2 separate regions of the Sus scrofa genome follow, and region 2 is linked to region 1. The links are chromatin contacts, called in public Hi-C maps. All regions are on one chromosome and are shown on one strand. Each heading gives the region's core, a stretch centred on a gene start, on an enhancer-like site or on the middle of the called end of the contact. The rest is flanking DNA. Distances are from core to core; before and after follow the strand shown.

Region 1 (6,363 bases), core at 1,355-3,854:
CTAGGCCCAGAAGAATCTTTTTCCAGGTTTTTTACTGATGTTTTCCCATATGTTATGTTCTATATCCATGCTAACATAGGAAATATAAACAAATCCATGATAAAATTCATAATAAAAATAATTATGCTTAATTAGACAAAAACATTAATTAGTTAACCATGGGTTCGAATGCCAGTAAACTGAATAATAAAGAGGACACTAGAGGTGGAGTTCCCATCGTGGTGCAGTGGAAACGAATCCGACTAGGAACCATGGGGTTGTGGGTTTAATCACTGGCCTTACTCAGTGGGTTAAGGATCTGGCATTGCTGTGGCTGTGGTGTAGGCCAGCAGCTGTGGTATGTATTTCAAGTGTGCTGCTCAAAGATGTGTATAAAAGTGGGTACACACTTTTCTTTCAAACAATCCTTATTTGTTCTAGCATTCTTTACAATAATTTTAACCATGTACATTTTTCAACCCCTCATTTTAGGAAAGTTTCTTTCCAACTACTTTTGATTATTCAGAAATTCTTTAAAGAAAATACAGGGTAATAAGTGCTCTTCCATTCATTTAACTTTAAATTCTCTCATTGTCATCTTTATTTCTTTTTCTTCATTTTCCTACTTGTTTTTACTGTTGTAAACGAAACTGTACATACTACAGTGTATATTCTTTCCTTTTAGTCAGTACACCTATCAATTTTTTATTTTGTTTCATAAATTTAAAAATTTTTATAATGTTTATGTTCAAGTAATGTTCATAGTTCCATTTAGTTAATTCAGTATAATTTACTTATCTATTCTCTGTTGATCTCTGCAATGATTTTGTACTATATCAACTTGGCAACCAAATATTTTTCACATTTTTACCTTCTCTATTCTCACTGCCTTCATTTAGGCTCTGATCTTTTTTTTCTTTGTAGTTGTTGCTTTTTTTTTTTTTTTTTTTAAAGCTGCACCCATGGCATATGGAAGTTCCCAGGTGAGGGGTCGAATTGGAGCTGTAGCTGCCGGCCTACACCACAGCCATACTGACACCAGATCCAAGCCGCATCTGCAGTCTATTCTACATCTCAAAGCAATGACGCATCCTTAACCCACTGAGTGAGGACAGGGATCGAACCTGCATCCTCATGAATACTAGTCAGAATCATTTCCACTGTGCCACAACAGGAACTCCTCGTTTTTAGTTAAGTCTTTGTACTTTTGCTATCTATTAGCTATACAAGTAATGCATGAATAAACACACACACACAAATTTAAGTAACATAGAGTAAAACATCCCCCTTAACTATCCTCCCTGGCAAACCCCAATCCCTCAGTAGAAGTAATTATGGTTATCAGTTTGGTGCATATACATCCCTCTAGATTTTTTTTTTTTGGCTGTGCTAAGGCCATATAGAAGTTCCTAGGCCAGAGATTGAACTTGTGCCACAGCAGCAACCCAAGCCACAGCAGTGACAATACTGGATCCTTAGCCCACTGCACCACAAGGGAACTCCTAGATCTTTTTCTTTTTAAATGAATTTACTTTCATATATGTATACATGTAGAAATCTTCCACTTTATATCACCATTAACCAAAACATATTCCTTATATTAAAAAAAGAACTTATAATTCCTTGTAATAAAAAAAGAACTTATAATTAACACATGCTTTTTTCCATTTATGTATTGCTTTGCTGGGCTTTGATGTTAATATTCATTTTCATACACGATATGCTACTTAACATTTGTTTTTACCAGGGATTTAGCTTATTATTGGACACATTTAATTGAGAACACCACTGTATAAAACATACACTATTTTAAATACATAAAATACATAAGTAGGGAATGAAATTAAAACTATAATTGGATTTAAAAAGTTTAACAAAAATATTCCCCTTAAGTATCAAAATATGAATCAGAATGATCAAGGAATGAGGGTTTAATTTTCTTTTTGATTCATTTATATTTTTAAACTGCTTACTTAGAGCATAAATCATAAAAGCAATCTGTCTGAAGTACACAATGGTTTTTTAGTAAATGCAAAGAGCTGTGCAAGGTTATCATCATCCAGTTTTAGAATATTTCCAGTACCTCAAAAAGATCTCTACGCCTATCTCTGTAGATTTGCTTTTTCCGAACATTCATGTAAATGGAAGGGATGAGGTTTTTCTGATTGTATTTAAATATCAGATTCAGCAGCAAAAAATTTTTTTTGGATAATGACTTTGCTAAAGTTTTTTTCAAGAAGTCATTAACATGCTTTGCTCATTTGGTAAGGATGCTATAAATATAACTGAATTCTTTTTTTACTTTCCCTCCCTTACTCCCTCCTTTCCTTCCTTTCTTCCTTTGTCACTTTTCAATCTTGCAGTATTTAATGATCATTATTCTCAATAAAGCATGGTTTTGCAAACAGTATACATGGAAGGTATAAGGAATCAACTTCAATATATATCCTGACAGTTTAATAACAAACAAAACAGAAAGTCAACATATAAATGTATATATCCTTGAGATGTTTTAGTTTCTCCTGCATGTGGAATACACTTTTAAAAAAATTGACGAAAAATCCATTTTATGTAGATCTCTTAAAATTTGGAATTCTATCCCCAAATGAAATTCTATCTCCAAACAGAAATCCACTCTCCAAAAAATTCTGGTGTCTCCCTTGACCCCTCTTTCTCTCACAGTCCACATCCAATTCATTAGCAAATCCTGACGGTTCTATTATTAAGTTATACTCAGAATCTGAACACTCACACCTTCACCAGTACCACTAGAGTCCAAAACAACCATCCCTTTTTTTGCTTGGATCATTACAAAAACTTCTAACACAGCTCCTGACGTCAGCCCTTGCCAGGCCCCTTCCTTCAACAGTATGTTTTCAGCACAACAGCCAGACTGAAACAAAAAACAGATCCAGTCAAAAACCTCCAACAGCTTTCCCTTTCACTCAGATAGGAAGTCCAAGTCCTTAGTGACTGCAATTAATGTCTTAAACTTAACAACAAGCTAGTTTTAACAACCTAAGTAACCACTAAGAAATAACTAAAAAAAATTTTTTTAAAGAAGAGAATAAAAATGGTGCAACACACACACACACACACACAAATCAACCAAATACAAAGCCAGGCAGTAATGGAGAAATCAAGGAATAAAAAACATAAGCTATAGAAAACAAATGACGTCAATGAACAGACATTATCAAAAGAGTGAAAAAGCAACAGAAGAGGGAAACTATCTGCAAATCATATACCTGATAACAGGTAAATATCCAGAATACATAACTCTTGCAACTCAACTATTAAAAGACAAAATAATCATGTTAAAAAAATGGGTAAATGTCTTGAAAAGATTTCTCCAGGGAAGATATACAAATGGCCAAAAGTACCTGAAAAGATGCTCAACATTAGCAATAATTAGAGAAATGTAAATCAAAACTATAATAGATACCACTTCAGAACTACGAGGATGGCTATTTTTAAAAAATGAAATACAGTAAGTGTAGATGAGGATGTAGAGAAATTGGAACCCTTATACATCGATGGTGAGAGAGTAAAACAGTACAACCACTATGGAAAACGGTATGTATGACAGATCTTCAATTAGTTAAGCATCATATTACAGCATGATCAACAATTCCACTTCTCAGTATATACCCTAAAAAACTAAATACAAAGACTCAAACAGATATGTGTAAACCAGTGTCGCTGGCAGCATTATTCACAATAGCCAAAAGGTGGAAATAACCAAAGTTCATCAACAGATGAATGTAAAATACTGGAAAATTACTGAGCAAGAAGTTCTGATATATGCTACAGAATGGATGAACCTTGAAAACTCTATGATAAGTGAAATAAGCCAGCTACAAAGGGCAAATACTGTATGATTCCACTTATATGAAGTAGCTGGAATAGGCAAATTCAGAGAGACAAAAAACAGATTAGAGGCTACCAGCTCTGGGGGAGGGAGTATGGGAAGTTACTGCCTAATATATTCAGAGTTTCAGTTTAGGGGTGATGAAAAACTTTGGAAACAGATGGTGGTTAGGGTTCTACAACACTGTGAATGTACTTAATGCCACTGAATTGCACACTTAAAAATGGTTAAAATGGGGAGTTCCCACCATAGCTCAGTGGAAACTAATCTGACTAGTATCCATGAGGATGTGGGTACTATCCCTGCCCTTGCTCAGTGGGTTGGGGATCCAGCATTGCTGTGGCTGTGGTGTAGGCCAGCAGCTGTAGCTCCAATTTGACCTCTAGTCTGGGAACTTCCATATGCTGCAAGTGTGGCCATGAAAAGTAAAAATAAAAAAGGTTAAAATAGCAAATTTTTTGTTTTATATATTTTACCACACTTTTTTTTCCCCCAAAAGCCAAAGGTTTTACAATCACATTAAAATCTCCAAGTCCTTTAAAAGGCCTATAAAGTAAGCAGGATCTGATCTCTCATTATCTCTCTGATCTCAACTCCAACAATTTTCCCTCTGGCTTTTTCCACACTCACAACTCCTTGATGTTTCTTGAACACACACAGGAACAGTCCTGCTCAGAACCTTTACATGTGTCAATCTCTCTGCCTGAAATGGACTCCCCTCCTCTCATGGCTCACAACCTTCCTCCTCCAGGAGGAATATCACCTTTGTTCAAATGTCCCCCTTTCAATTATGGCTCACTTGACTATCCTGCTCAGAATCACAGCCCTCCCCCAACATGTCTCCAAAGCATTTTAACTATCTGTGTGTGTGCGAAATCACCAATTTATTGTCATTCTCTTCCTCTAAAATGTGAACTCCATAAGAGCAGGAATTTTGTCTGCTTTGTCCAACGCTGTGTTCCTAAAATAGTGCCAGGCGCATAGTAAACCATCAATAAATCACTGCTGAATGAAGGAATAGTGAATTATTCTAATCACCAGTGTAAGACTAGTGATCAATAGCAAGATGTGCCACCTCTTAAACTTTCCTCAAAATTGAAGAAGGCTCAAATTTTACTCCTAAGTCTATTTGATGTATAGAAGCCATAATGAAAGGCTGCTACTTTACCACTGGCTTTTTTCTTTTGCTACGTTTAATTTACTTTTGCCACTCCATCATTTTTTTACAGTACCTCTCAAATATTTTAAACAGCACTACTGAAAAATTTACAGATAATTCACACATCTTAAGTATTCAATCTGATGACTTTTTAAATAAATTTACCCAGTTGTGCAACTTTCATCACAATCCAGTTTTAAAATACCTCTGTCATCCCAAACATTTTCTCAAATCCCTCTGCAGTCAACCCCAACTCCAACTCCCAACCCAAGGCAAACAGAGATTCTTTTTTTTTTTTGCCGTGCCCGTGGCTTGTGGAAGTTCCTGGGCCAATGATCAAACGTGTGCCACAGCAGCTACCAGAGCTGCTACAGTGACAACATCAGATCCCTAATCCAATGTGCCACAAGAGAACTCCAAACATAGGTTTACCTTTTATCTCTTTAATCTTTTCTAGAAATTTCATAAATTTTATATCATTTCTGTGTATCTGGCTTCATTTGTTGAGCTTGTTTTTGAGGTTTATCCATGTCATTACATGTATCATTTGTTCATTTTTTAAAAAAAATTACTGAGCAGAGCTCCCATCATGGCTCATGGTAACAAACCCAACTAGTATCCATGAGGATATGGGTTCAATCCCTGGCCCTTAGTTGGTTAAGGATCCTGTGTTGCTGTGGCTATGGTGTAGGCCTGCAGCTGCAGGTCCATCCAATTTGACACTTAGAATGGGAACTTCCATATGCCACAGATGTGGCCCTAAAAGACAAAAAAACAAAAAAATCCAAAATCAACAAAAAAATTTACAGAGCACTCTCCTAACCTTATAATATTTTAAGCACCTTCTTATTCTCCTGCACCACAGTGTTCTAGATTCACCTTCTATTTTTTCCTGACCCAGCCCTGGAATCAACCATTTCTCCATTGGGCCCTGGTTCTTTTAATTTATTCACTAAGTTCTTATTTCCATCTTTAAAAATTTATACTGGTACTAATGGTCTTTTGCAAATCTGTTTATTCTTTAAAGGGCACTAGAGATCCTAAAATATAGTGACTTAAATAAAATAGATTATTTCCTTCTCATGTAATAGTCTAGAAATAAGCCGTGCATAGCTGAAGGGGCAGCTCAACACATACTACAATCTCTATGTCCAAATTCTGCCAGCTCGAGCTTTTGTCAACTCTCAGCACGCAAGACGGAAATAGGTGGGGTGCGGAGCAGGGGGAAAGGAGGGCTTTGTATACAGACATTCCTTCCTAAGGCAAGACAGAGACGTGCCACATATAACTTCTGTTTATAATCCATTGCCAAAACCTTAGCTTGGCTATACCAACATTCAAGGGACGTTAGTGA
Region 2 (5,443 bases), core at 2,798-5,297, 430 kb before region 1:
TAAAACTCACCCTTTGTATCATTGCACTCACACTTTAGCTTATTTGTAATAAGGTCAGGTTCATATTCTTCATTAGCACTACTGTCTTCTACTTTGATTTTAATATTGTGCAGAAATGGCAATGTCTTGTCGCCTGTGTCAGTGCAGGGATTCTCGGCTTTAGTTGCTGCTGCTGCTGCTGCATCCACCTCGGGATCAGTGGGCGAAGAGGGCAAATCCGTAGCAAATTCAGTACAATGAGGGATTTTGGAATCTTTTTCTGAATTTGCTGCTGCTCCTGAAGAATCATTACTTAAGAACCTAGCAGCTATTGTGTTGTTATCTGCACAGTGTGTAGTAGGAGTTGCTTGTAGGCATTTCCTAGCCTCTCGGAGTATTCTTTGTTGTGGAAATGCATTGTTTGTCTTTGGGCTAGGTGAAGAGGCCCCCTCCGCCAGGCAGTTAATTGTCAGGTCAGTTCTCTTTACAGTACTGGAAATTTCAGAGTGTGGGAATGTAATTTCAGATACCCTATCGTTCCTTATCTCTGTGAAACAACTCCCCAGGCTGGCCGGGCAGTACACCGGAGACGCTTTGGGGGCCCAGCTCTGCAGATTCCACTCCTCCGGCGACTCCGCTTTGACACTACTCTTGAGGTCGGGAAGTCTGCCGGCATCCTCGAAAGCAGCGGGTTTGGTTGCAGCGGCGGCAGAGGCCAGATGGTACAAGAAGTTGGCCTGCGCTTGCACGCTGGGAGGCTTGCAGAAGCTGGTGCGCCTGAAACGGATGCTCTGCACTGACACTTGGCTGGAGCCGGAGCTGGAGTCCGACTCCGTGGACGAGTCCTCCTCCTCCGAGCTGACTTCACTGGAATCCGAGGCCCCACTGCCCCCCTCCTCCTCTTCCTCCTCCTCTTCCTCCTCCTCCTCCTCTCCCTCCTCCTCCTCTTCCTCCGAGGACACAGAGTTACTGGAGCTGGACAAACTGGAGCCAAAATCTGAGTCGTTGGCTGCATGGTCCGAGTAGGAGCTGGACTCGGAGTCGCTGCTGCAACTCTCGGGAAAGCTGCCCAGATGGGGCTGCGGCCGGTGGTGATGAGGGGGGTGGTGATTCTGCTGCGGCTGCTGGGCCCGGTGATGGTGGTGGTGGTGATGGTGGTGGTGGTGGTGGTGGTGGTGATGGTGGTGGGGAGGCGGGCAGAAGCTGTTAACCAGATGAAACCTCTCCAGGCAAGTGGCCCCGGCGGCCGCCGCCGCCGCCTTGGCTTTGTAGGACCTGGGCAGCAGCAGCAGGCGGCGGGCGCCGGCGTGGGGCGCGAGCAGGCAGTCCTTGGCGCCCCCGCGCTTGCGCTTGCACCGGTAGGTCAGGCTCACCGGGCCTCCGGAACCAGCCGATGCCTTGGGCTGGGGCCCGGCCGCCGAAGCCTGGTAGTAAGCGGCGGCGGCGGCGGCGGCGGCAGCAGCGGCGGCAGCGGCGGCGGCGGCGGCGGCGGCAGCGGCGGCCGGGTGCTTGCTGCACAGCAGGCTCCGAAAATAAGCAGGGTCCGAGTGGAAAGCGACGTAGTTTCCCTGGAGCGGGGCAGTTTCATAGTTTAGAGGGGGTTTGCAAGGCGAGCGCACGATTTCCGGGTAGTGCGAGCCCGGGTATTTGCTAAAAATCTGAGGTAGATGGGCGGCAGGGCGCGCGGCGGCGGCGCCCGGGCGCGGGGACTGCGCGCTGATTGGCAGGGGCCGCGCGGCTCCGCTCAGGCCCCGCCAAAGTTGGTGCTTGTCCTTCCAAAAACCCGGGCGGGGGCTGGCGGCGGCGGCGGCGCGCTCCGGCGGCGGCGCCTTTGTGGCTAGGGCCCGGCCGACCCTCCTGCGCTTGGTCTTGAGGACACGCTCGGTTTTGCAGGAGGTGTAGAGCGCTTCTACGTCTTCCCGGGAGATGAGCGTGCATTTGGCGGCGTGGAAGGCGATGCTGTTGATTGCCTTGAGTTTCCGCAACTCCTCCAGATCGCAGTGGTGCTTTTTCACTTTCAGATGATCCATGCGCTTGTGCACGGTCGTCCTCGGGATGTTTTTCAGCAGATCCGTGAAGACTTGGGAGAGGGCAAACATTTGCTTTCCTTTAATGATGAGGTAGCCGAGCCTCACGCCATCCACCTCTTCAAAACCTGACTTCAGGTCTCCCATCTCGGGCACTAAGCGATCCCCACCATTTGCAGTAAATATATACGTGACGCATACATACACATGTATGTATGGTAATCCTCCACCAGATGCTGCGTGTGTCTCAAGGCATCCTGCTAATAAAATAACAAAGACTGTTATTCCCGGCGAAGGGAGTGCCAAACTCTTGGCGAAATTATTGGGGAAAAAAAAACATGAAATTACACTGACTTGATTCTTGCTTTTTTTTTGGTTTTCGTTTTTTTAAAAAAGAGGGAAAAAACCATCCGGTTTCTGATCTGCCAGTGTGTTGGTCTAAGTCCCCGATGCAGATCAGTACCTGGGCCCCTCTATTCCTTCCTTCTCCATTGGAGCACTATGATAATGGAATGTGAAGGGAGAAAGAGAAAAGAAATGCAGCTGCTATTCCCGCCGCTGCTTTAGCTACAAATAAAATGACAGAGTGAAGTGAGCTCGTCCGGAGACACCTTCATCAATTAATTCCCCTAAAGCCAGCGCTGATTGGACACTCCTGACAGGTGATGCAATAAAAATTGATATTCCACCCCTTCCCCCCAAAATCTCCCACTAATTAGCATACCCTTATACTGCCACCTCCCCTCCCAAAGTAAATAATACAGTCGGTATATAAATCTTTCCATTAAACTATCGAAGCTCAGAAACAGCCTGACTCACAGACTTCATCAGAAGCAGTGTGTGTACGCTTTAAAAAAAAAAAAAAAAAAAAAAAAAAAAAACCTGTATATTCGCCTTTAAAGGAATATTGCCTATTTTTTGCTTTATTTGCATTTTACCGCTATAGCTATTATCATCTCAAAGAAAAGCATTTTTAAGACATTATCAAGCCTAAATAGATACACCCCTCCCCCTTTTCCTTTGGAAAATGAAGCTTAAGCGTAAACGTGCAGAATAGCTTGGTATTTCCCTTTTGGGAGTGGGGAAGGAGCCTGACTGGGAACTCCAAAGTTAAATCCGCGCGGTGAACCACCCCAGTACAGACTTACGTTTTGAATTTCTCTCGATTTTCCTTTTTTTTCCACCCCTGAAATGCCTTTTTACACAGAAACAAAGTTATTTGACCAAGGAAGCAGTTCAAGGCTCCAGCTCCGAAACACTGTAACAATTCAACTGGATTTTGGTGCTCTGCTGGGGGGTGGGCTGGGGAGGAGGTAGTTTCACGTCAGACCCATAACAAAGCATAGATAAGCCAGAAATGTGTACACTTTTCACAATTAACCAGGCTGGATCGGAGGCGGGATCTTCCTAGAGTCCCCAGCAGAGCCTTTGCCAGGGTCCTGTTCACCACAGGTCAGAATTCCATGGAAGGGACTGCTTCTGTAGCAAAGAAAAGAAAATGTAAACCGCCCAAGGTGCTTCCAGAGGTTTTACGTAATAAAGATGAAAAGAAAGTGCTGATGTACGATGCAGACTATTTCAGTGGTCTAGGATGCTTTTGGTTGGTAGTTTAAATGAATCTTCCACAACTCCCATTTTTTCCATGAAAGCCAAGCATCTGCTTTAAAAAAAAAAATCACTTTGGATGAATACCAATATTGTTTAACCTCTTCTTAGTCAAATTAAGGCATATTTTGGTGTCATTTTCAAGGATATCCAAAATATTGCCAAATGAGAGCAAAGGTCTTCCCAGTCGCATTACCACGATCCCAAGGCGGTTTGTTGGCTGCTTTGCAAAATTCGGCAAAATCTTCTTAACTGCTCGGTGTTTGCAACTACAGCACAAATACAACCCAGGCATTTATATATTTCCTTGCTCTTCCAAAAATAGAGACATCCGTGTGGTTAAAAGAATAAACGGATATTTCTGACCCTGCAAGAAAAAAATTGTACAGTAATTTCTTCCTTCACATTCAAAAGTTCCAGCTTCCCCTGCTCTGGCTAGCATAAGCAGGTATGGCGAGAGAGAGAGAGAGAGAGAGAGAGAGAGAGAGAGAGAGAGAGAGAGAGAGAGATTAAAAACCGAGGAATCAGACATACAAAAAGGTAGTTTGCATGAAATCTCAGCCATAGTTCCCTACCCCCACCCTCGTCTTCCATGTAATTTCCCAGGAATTTTGAAGAGAATTGGGAATTTCAAGAAGTGCATCCGGAAATTAAGGAAGTCTATTTAAGAGCGTCTGTAACTCAGAGGTTGGGATTTGAAAAGTCAGCCCTGGACTACTGTTGCACTCCGCACAGATGTAATCGCCGCTCTTCAACTTAATCAATGTGTGTACAAACCGCGATGTCTAGTTCTTGCCTTTGAAATCTAAGGCTAGCATTTCCATCCAAGAAATCAGAGCTACAGCAAATTACATTTTTGTCCCTTGAATGAGAGAAGGATCATTGAATGGATCTCGTGATATTTCAGGCTTTAAACGTAACCGAGAGGCAGCAATGAACAATGCCTCGTCACAGCTAATACCATCCACCGAGTTGGCTTTCTTTTGCATCTGGATCTATCACACCGCGTTTTTCTCTTTCACTTTCACAGGAGGCAAAATGCAAAAGGTTTTGGCAGAATGCAAAGTTTCCAGGAAAAGCAGATGCTGGTGTTTGCTTTTTAAAGTAGAATGACCAGTGTCTTTCTATTGCCAATGACAATAATGTTTTAAAATTCCTCCTGATGCACTTTTATGCTGCCAGCCCTCTTCCTCCCACCCCACCCCATAGTCGTCCAATTCCCCTCCCCCAGCTTTAAGATTTCCACCAAACAGCCAAGAAATAGTAAACTCAGAAAACGCTTTGAGAAGATATTACAAAAGGTTGGCTAGAACGTCTCTTTTTTTTTTTCCCCCCCTTTGGGCCAGGTAGTTCTAGTTGTTCTTGATTCCTATTTAGAATTACACACACACACACACACACACACACACACACACACACTCCTATTCCTCCTGCACAAGACAACATTATTTAGTAGCTATTTCAAAAATCACCTTTTCCTCTCCTTCCTCCCCTTCCACCTTTAAAATACCGGCAATATGGGTGATTCTTAAAACTAGTAGAATATTAAGATTTAAAAAAAAACAACTAAAGTTATAATCTGTTGGATCAAATAGAGAAAAATAAAGGCCAAGAGATTTGAGAACTGGGTCTGTGTATACAATTTATACGAGTATCTTTGTATGTGCACTCAGATACCTTCACACTTATACATTTTTAATACTCCTATTAAACATCTTTCTTCTTGTCTAATACATTCTTTTGTTCCTTTAACTTCCCTATCGTTGCATGTGTGTGTGTGTGTGTGTGTGTTAAGGTGTGAGCGCGCGCGTGCGTGAGTGTGCTGCACGCTA

Evidence for each region. A called contact is a pair of places that touch in the nucleus more often than the background predicts.
Region 2: a Hi-C map of fetal heart ventricle shows a contact between it and region 1, with 4 times the contacts expected there. The contact joins the promoter of SKIDA1 here to the enhancer-like site in region 1. A contact is called at or near these places in 5 of 47 Hi-C or Micro-C datasets (embryonic fibroblasts, fetal heart ventricle, fetal skeletal muscle and 1 more) and 1 of 2 datasets of contacts at active chromatin or transcription factors (alveolar macrophages).

Annotation. Positions count from the first base shown.
Region 1 is chr10:52,896,387-52,902,749 of Sscrofa11.1, reverse strand. The region is part of intron 1 of DNAJC1 (dnaJ homolog subfamily C member 1); the gene reads right to left. Among named protein-coding and RNA genes, the nearest start is that of DNAJC1, 37 kb to the right of the region's middle. Within about 2 kb of position 2,604, at least 4 of the 83 cell types and tissues checked have an H3K27ac peak or open chromatin away from gene starts, as enhancers often do.
Region 2 is chr10:53,328,745-53,334,187 of Sscrofa11.1, reverse strand. It overlaps SKIDA1 (SKI/DACH domain-containing protein 1), which reads right to left and starts at 4,047. Exons shown (of 2, transcript XM_021064948.1): 1 at 3,155-4,047; 2 at 1-2,266. The coding sequence starts at 2,153. It overlaps LOC102158457 (a long non-coding RNA gene), which reads left to right and starts at 4,227. Exons shown (of 3, transcript XR_001299330.2): 1 at 4,227-4,376.